Regions from separate parts of the Hordeum vulgare genome. Here region 2 is linked to region 1. The links are chromatin contacts, called in public Hi-C maps. All regions are on one chromosome and are shown on one strand. The core of a region is the stretch at or near the end of the contact, and the rest is flanking DNA. Distances in the headings are between cores, read along the strand shown. Region 1 holds the start of LOC123425584 (DNA mismatch repair protein MLH1-like). Region 2 has its middle 11 kb from the start of LOC123425900.

Evidence for each region. A called contact is a pair of places that touch in the nucleus more often than the background predicts.
Region 2: a contact with region 1 is called in a Hi-C map of leaf, with 4 times the contacts expected there. The contact joins the enhancer-like site here to the promoter of LOC123425584 in region 1. A contact is called at or near these places in 3 of 6 Hi-C or Micro-C datasets (leaf and seedling).

The regions. Positions count from the first base shown.
Region 1 is chr2H:142,401,479-142,404,722 of MorexV3_pseudomolecules_assembly, reverse strand. LOC123425584 (DNA mismatch repair protein MLH1-like) reads left to right here and starts at 1,672. Exons shown (of 5, transcript XR_006621862.1): 1 at 1,672-1,801; 2 at 2,057-2,221; 3 at 2,708-2,885; 4 at 3,166-3,244.
Region 2 is chr2H:142,889,423-142,892,666 of MorexV3_pseudomolecules_assembly, reverse strand. No RefSeq gene overlaps it. Among protein-coding and RNA genes, the nearest start is that of LOC123425900, 11 kb to the right of the region's middle. Within about 2 kb of position 1,751, at least 1 of the 3 cell types and tissues checked has open chromatin away from gene starts, as enhancers often do. A contact at or near this core is called in leaf, where this site is marked.

The sequences.
Region 1 (3,244 bases), core at 423-2,922:
CCGCCAAATGATGTTCGTTCGGTAGGGAGAAGTAAAAGAATAAAGAGAGGAAAGGAGCTGAAAGGGGAAGCACAACAAAAGAAGAACAAAGAAGCCAAGACCAAGGTTGCACACTTGTGCAAAACATGTGACCAAATAGGATTTCATGATAGTCGCAATTGTCCAAGAAAAAAGTGATATGTAACCAAATAGGATTTTGTGTCAGCATAACTCTTGCAATCTAGCAAAAGTGATATGTACCGTTGCCGAGCAGTCTAGCAAAAATGATCTCAGATGCTATGGATTGAAGCAGAGGATGGAAAATAATTGTCTTCAAGTTGTTCTCAGTTGTACAACAATTTAAGATAATAGGAACAAAGCATAAGCAAATGTTTCTTTCGGAAATTTCCATCCACAACAATTTACATTCGGTACTTTCTGAACAATCAATAATACATTCACTTTGTAAACTTCAAGCTACACGAATGCTGAGCAAACAGAAAACTGCAATCGATTAGCTACTCAGAAGGCTAATCAACAAGTACATGATACACACATCACATGAGAACAAAGAAAATTTCAGAGTTGTAACAGGCGGCCAATTTCCTGCCCTCACGCAGGCACACCGGCAATCACGCCCAGCACATCCCAGTCCATAGCTTGCAGTTTGCACGCACACGAGCTCCCGAGCGACCACGGAACCAGCAGCAGCTCCCGAGCGACCAAGGAACCAGCAGGAGCCACGGCTCTGTTCCGTGTACGTGCTCGACGCCCAGCACGCCGACGACCCCCGCGCCCCTTCAGATCCTCTCCGCCGCTGCTCCATGGCATGAGCTCGGCGTCAGAACCAGCGGAAAGTAGGACGAGCGATGTAAGCTGACAGTGCGGAGGCTGCGGACTCCGGTGGACTCGACGTCAGGACCCGCGGGAAGGACATGCGCCGGCAACAGCGACCACGGATGGATTTCGATTGGGGATTGCTGAGCTCATCACCGCCGCGCAGTTGGGATAACCACCGTTTCCTGTTTAGGGATAAGACGCAAGGGTTAATTTGCAAAAAACAGGGTCCGGACGCGGGCGCTTCAGTGCAAAAACACGATTAGATCCGATGGCAGAAACTCTTTGGATGCAGGGATACAGGAAACAATCGGATGCATAAGATACGACGCCAAACACTAATCCCTTCGTTAACGAAACCAACTACTGATCCCATCGCTCACCAAACCCACCCCACGTTCACGCTGGGAAACTGCCCCGCACTCACGAACTCGCCCGCCCACCCCGTCCCGCAGCCGCCGCCGCTGGCCCCGCCTCGCGCCGCCCGCTCGCCTGACGCACCTCCTGCGCCCCGCCACCGCCGGCGCCCTCCGCCGTCGACGTGCCTCCGCGCCCCGCCAACCCTCCGCCATCGACGTGCCCCGCCACCGCGGCCTCCGCGCCCACCCCACGCCCTGCCGGCCCTCCGCCAACGACGAGCCCCGCCACCGCGGCCTCCGCGCCCACCCCACGCCCTGCCGGCCCTCCGCCATCAACGTGACCCGCCACCGCGGCCTCCGCGCCCCGCCCAGCGCCCCGCCGGCCCTCTTCTCCCCGCGCCTCACCTCCTCCTCCGATCTTCACCTTTCGCCAGCGGCCACTCCCGCCAGGGCCACCTCAGTGCGCGTCGTCGCCGCCGCCGCGCTCCCGGCGCCTCCCGTGCCTGTTCGCCCGCCCCGCTTAGCAGCCTCGTGTCGGTCGCGGCACCGTTCGCTGCATGGCTTGGCGGCCCGACACCACACCAGGATCGGCGTCCGGATCAACTCCTGTCTCTGCAAGTCAAGGGGTATGGGGCTGCTCAATCTCCTTTCTATTGTAGTTTAGTTTTTGATTTAGCGTTTGTAGTAGATTCAGTAGGTGTAGGTTCGTTTTTGCTAGATTCAGTAGGTGTAGCGTTTTTGATCTTATAGGTGATAGAACAGATGTAAGTTTTTTATTTCTCCACCTGCATATTGTTTCTGTTTCTTGATTCTTGTGATACGGCTCGATCATTTGATTCATGTAGCATCGCTCTGTTGATGAAGATAGTGCTCGTTTGCAGGTGAACACTGAGATACTGAAAGAAAATGCTGAGATGATTAATGAGTACTACTTCTCTATTCACATTGATCAAGGTGGCAACCTGACCAGACTTCCTGTTGTACTTGATCAGTACACTCCTGATATGGATCGCCTTCCAGAGTTCATGTTGAGTCTAGAAAATGATGTAGGTTTCCTTTTATTATGCTGCCGCGTTCATTACATATGGTATTTTAAATTTGATCATGATATTTGTTTATCCATTCCCTGCTGAGATGATGGCAAGTAGGTTTTCAGGCTGATACCGTGTTCAAATTTTAATTTTGGTGTTTCATGTAGATATGGCAGCCAGCTGTCCAGAAGTAACTTATGTTTCTTATTTTGTACTGTATAAGTCACTTGGTAATTTCAGTTCCAGGAGTTGTTGCATTATGGCATATTTTGTTCTAGATTGTACTTTAAGTCTGCAAATTGTCAGTCCTAATTTTTAGTGATTACCATCTTATACTCCCTCTTATCCATAATATAAGTCTTTTTAAAGATGTCACTAGGGGACTACATACGGATGTATATAGACATACTTTAGAGTGTAGATTCACTCATTTTGCTCTGTATGTAGTCCTTTAGTGAAATCGCTTAAAAGACTTATATTTAGGAACGGAGGGAGTAATAGATTACCTGGGACGTTGAGAAAGAGTGCTTCAGAACGGCAGCAGCTGCTATCGGAAACTTCTATGCTCTTCATCCTCCCATCCTTCCAAATCCATCTGGCAAAGGCATTCAGTTATACAAGAAAAATAAAGATTGCATGGGAAGTGCTGAACAGGCTGATAACAATTTACCAAGTACAGGTGAGCTTATTGGTTATCTGTATTCTACAGTTGTATACCCATTAAAGTGCATCGAGAACATACATGCTTAGTGTCAAACCCTGGTAGTTAACTGGATCCGTAGTTTCTCCCAGTTTACTACCCATTAACCGGTGAGATGGCATGACGCTAAAATCGACATGCCAAAGAGAAATGTCCGTCACATATGATGCTGCAGCTAGATATTCAATGGGGTCAATTGCCAGTGTATTATTCATTCAGAGTTAATTGCCGTTGGGGCTAAATATACATTCCATTACAGATGAAGATGACATCGATCAAGAGCTGCTTGCGGAAGCAGAGGCAGCATGGGCTCAACGTGAGTGGACCATCCAGCACGT
Region 2 (3,244 bases), core at 502-3,001, 490 kb before region 1:
ACATCAAAGTTAGTGAAGTAGTATATTTACAACACTTCTAAAACGATCCATAGAACCATGCATACTTAAGGTCGTATGCGATAATACTGAAGAAGAAAATACATGATTTCAGATTATATCACAAACAATTTTTCCTATAATTTATTCAATGAAAACATGCCACGTTGATCAAGTATAGTCATTTCATCACTGGAAATGAGTAGCCTAAACCTGTCAAATATGCATCCCAAATTGAGAGAAAATATAGCCACAAAAACCCTAACCATGAGGGGTAAAAAACAAAGGACATGACCATTCATGAGAGGGGAGGAGATTGTGCTATTGGCTGTCGCTGACTCCGAGGATCGCTAGTGGCCATGCTTTGAAGTCTTGCCTGCCACACGTTGCCTATATCGTTCGACCCCCTCGAAACGAAGGAGGCAGTGGTTTTGGGCCAGACAAGGGAAAGATTGTGTGTGCCTTGAATAATGGAGGCGCGTGTGGTGCGATCCGACTTGGGCGACTTGGCCATCCGGTGCCGGCGAGCTGCTCTGGTGCAATCATATCGAGCTTGACAGGTAGGGAGAAGCTAGGCGATGTGGTTCGGTGTGCCAAAAAACAATCCGGAAAAAACCTACCGAGTGGCATGCCAGCTAGACCTTGCAATTGAGACTCATCGATAAAAACCCTCACAAAATTTCAAACAAGGTAAATTATGATGACACTTTTTCTAAATGGGTGAAACTTATGAAATCCTGCTAAATGGAGGAATTAATGTAAAAAATGTCAAAACAGGGGGTAAACACCATAATTCACTCTATAAAGAAAGTTTGTAACCAATGCACCAAGTGGAGATCTTTCAATGCCTTGCAGTTCTGTCATTATTCAGTTATTGTAGCTATAGGCACATGGAAGGAAGCTAGTAATATATAGCAAACTCCAGAAGATTGCATTGCATAATTCCATTTTTAGGTCAATACCATAATTCTAGAAACACAACAGATCAACCTTTGATCAGAGGCTTTTATATGTAGGCTTTTCCCCTTTATCTCCAAGTAGAGATCACAAAAAAAACCTCAGGTGTACCAAAAATATAATAATTAGCATCACACGAAGATCACAATTTTTTTTGTTAATTATTATGGTCAGGATAAACTGCACTGTTTATTATAATCAGACATAATTTAGGGACGCTTATAGGTGCATTGGCACGGAAGAAAATTTTATTTGACGGGGTCTCACAGTGTCCTGCCTAGGGTTCCTCCTCAGATTTTGCGACATCATACTTTGCACAAATCTTAAAGCAACAGTCTGGAGCTTCACCTAGTCACCAGATACATACTATTGGAATTCCACCATCTTCAATTACATTAGCACTTGTATATAAAGTGTAGTGTAAACTACTCCTGTGCATGACAGAATTAGATCAATTTTAATTTGTTTATGATTGTACCATTGGAGGATAATGTAAATGCGAAATCGTTCGTTGCCACTGGCCAATGTCAACATTCAGTCTTAACATTTTACATACCACTGGTAGAGTTTTGAAGAAGCTCAAGATCAATTTTAATGTGGTAAAATATCTCAGTGTTTACAACCTACAACACATAGATATTGTGATCATGAAACTCTGAATGTTTTTTTTCTTAAGATCTCTGAATGTTCACACTCTGAATGTCACCATCTCTGCATGGCGGCGTACATGTGGTGGGCAAGGGGAACCCATCGTTGTGCATGTTGCCGCTGGACAACAAGCACGTCGTCGTCACCGACCCTGGAGAGGTCGCGAAGGCGCCGCCGCTTCCGCAATGGTCGGCGTCATCGGCGCATGGAGGGTTCACCATGAGGATAGGTCGCGGTGTCTGGTGCAGCTGATAGCCAGCGAGATGATCGCTATCTTCTGTTTAGTTACATGGAAAGTATCGAGCTGATCATACACATACTGTCATACCTAGTCTTAATTACTCCCTCTGTATCTAAAAATTTGTTATTGAAGAACACTACTCCCTTTGTGTCAGTTCGTGCGTGTAGTTTTAGATCATGAATTTGACTAGCTAAATATGTGTTATATGTTATCAAAATTATATCATTAGATTCTTAAGAGAATATAGTTTTTAAACATATTTTTTTCATTAAATGTAATGCATATTTAAATAGTTAAATTATTAATCTAGAATAACGCCAGCTATAAGTATTGTGATACATGTTGAAATATATTACCCATCTCTCTCTATCAGTTCGAACTTTTGAATGAGTTGGTTGGAGCATGAATTCAATCTGGTATCACAGTCAAGAGGTCTTGAGTTCAAGACCCTACCAACGCAGTATTAAAAATAAACGATTATGCGGCCTACACCGATCCCACGTCTAAGGACTAAAATAGGAAATTAAATCCGCTTTCAGTTGTGTGTAAAGTATGACATGGCAAAATCTGAAAGGCAGGACACTGAAAGGAAATACTTTATAACGAGGTTTAATTCCTTCTCCGCTATCAGGGTGAGACCCATATGAGTTCTTGTACATTTTTTAAGATTGTTATATGGATCCTAGGCCCATCTCATATTTCAACAAGGACGATTTGATCAAGGAGGCTGCATAACATATAAATTGCAATATATAACTCATTAGAAAGATTATTACACCGAAAAATAATAATGTAATACCATGAGTCAATCCTACCAACATTGGGCTAATTTTTTTAAACAATATTTTTTTATTAAATTTGAAAAATATTATGCAGGTTCAACAATTTTTTTGTTGCCGTTGCTCTGCATTCAATCTGCCGGAGCAACCAATTACGCCTTTTAAGGAACTTGTTGAAATCTGTGACGGGCTTAAAGCCAATGAGACAATTTCAGAAAATATCTAAGGGCCCATGTAGGTGGTGGCATGACAAGGGGTGGTGGAAAGTTTAGTCCCACCCCGCTAGTGGAGAAGGAGTTGGACCCTATATAAGAGTTTCTCTTCTACATACTATTGGAGCAAGAGAAGAGACGAGGCCCTCGCGCACTCCTCCTCCGCCCCCCTCGTCGCGGGTTGTGGGAATGAACCGAGCTGAGCTCATACCTACGCGCTTATTTTTGTCGGTCAGGAATGGAGAATACGTGGGCAAGGAACTCTGTGAGACGTCGGATCGTGGGTGTTACCGACTCGGACGCGGGTCCAGCCCATGTCTCTCCACTCTGCCTCCATGCGCTTGTTCCTTTTGCCACTGCCACCACCGGCGACTCCGTCCCGTTAACCGCGTACACGGTCGATGGAAGAG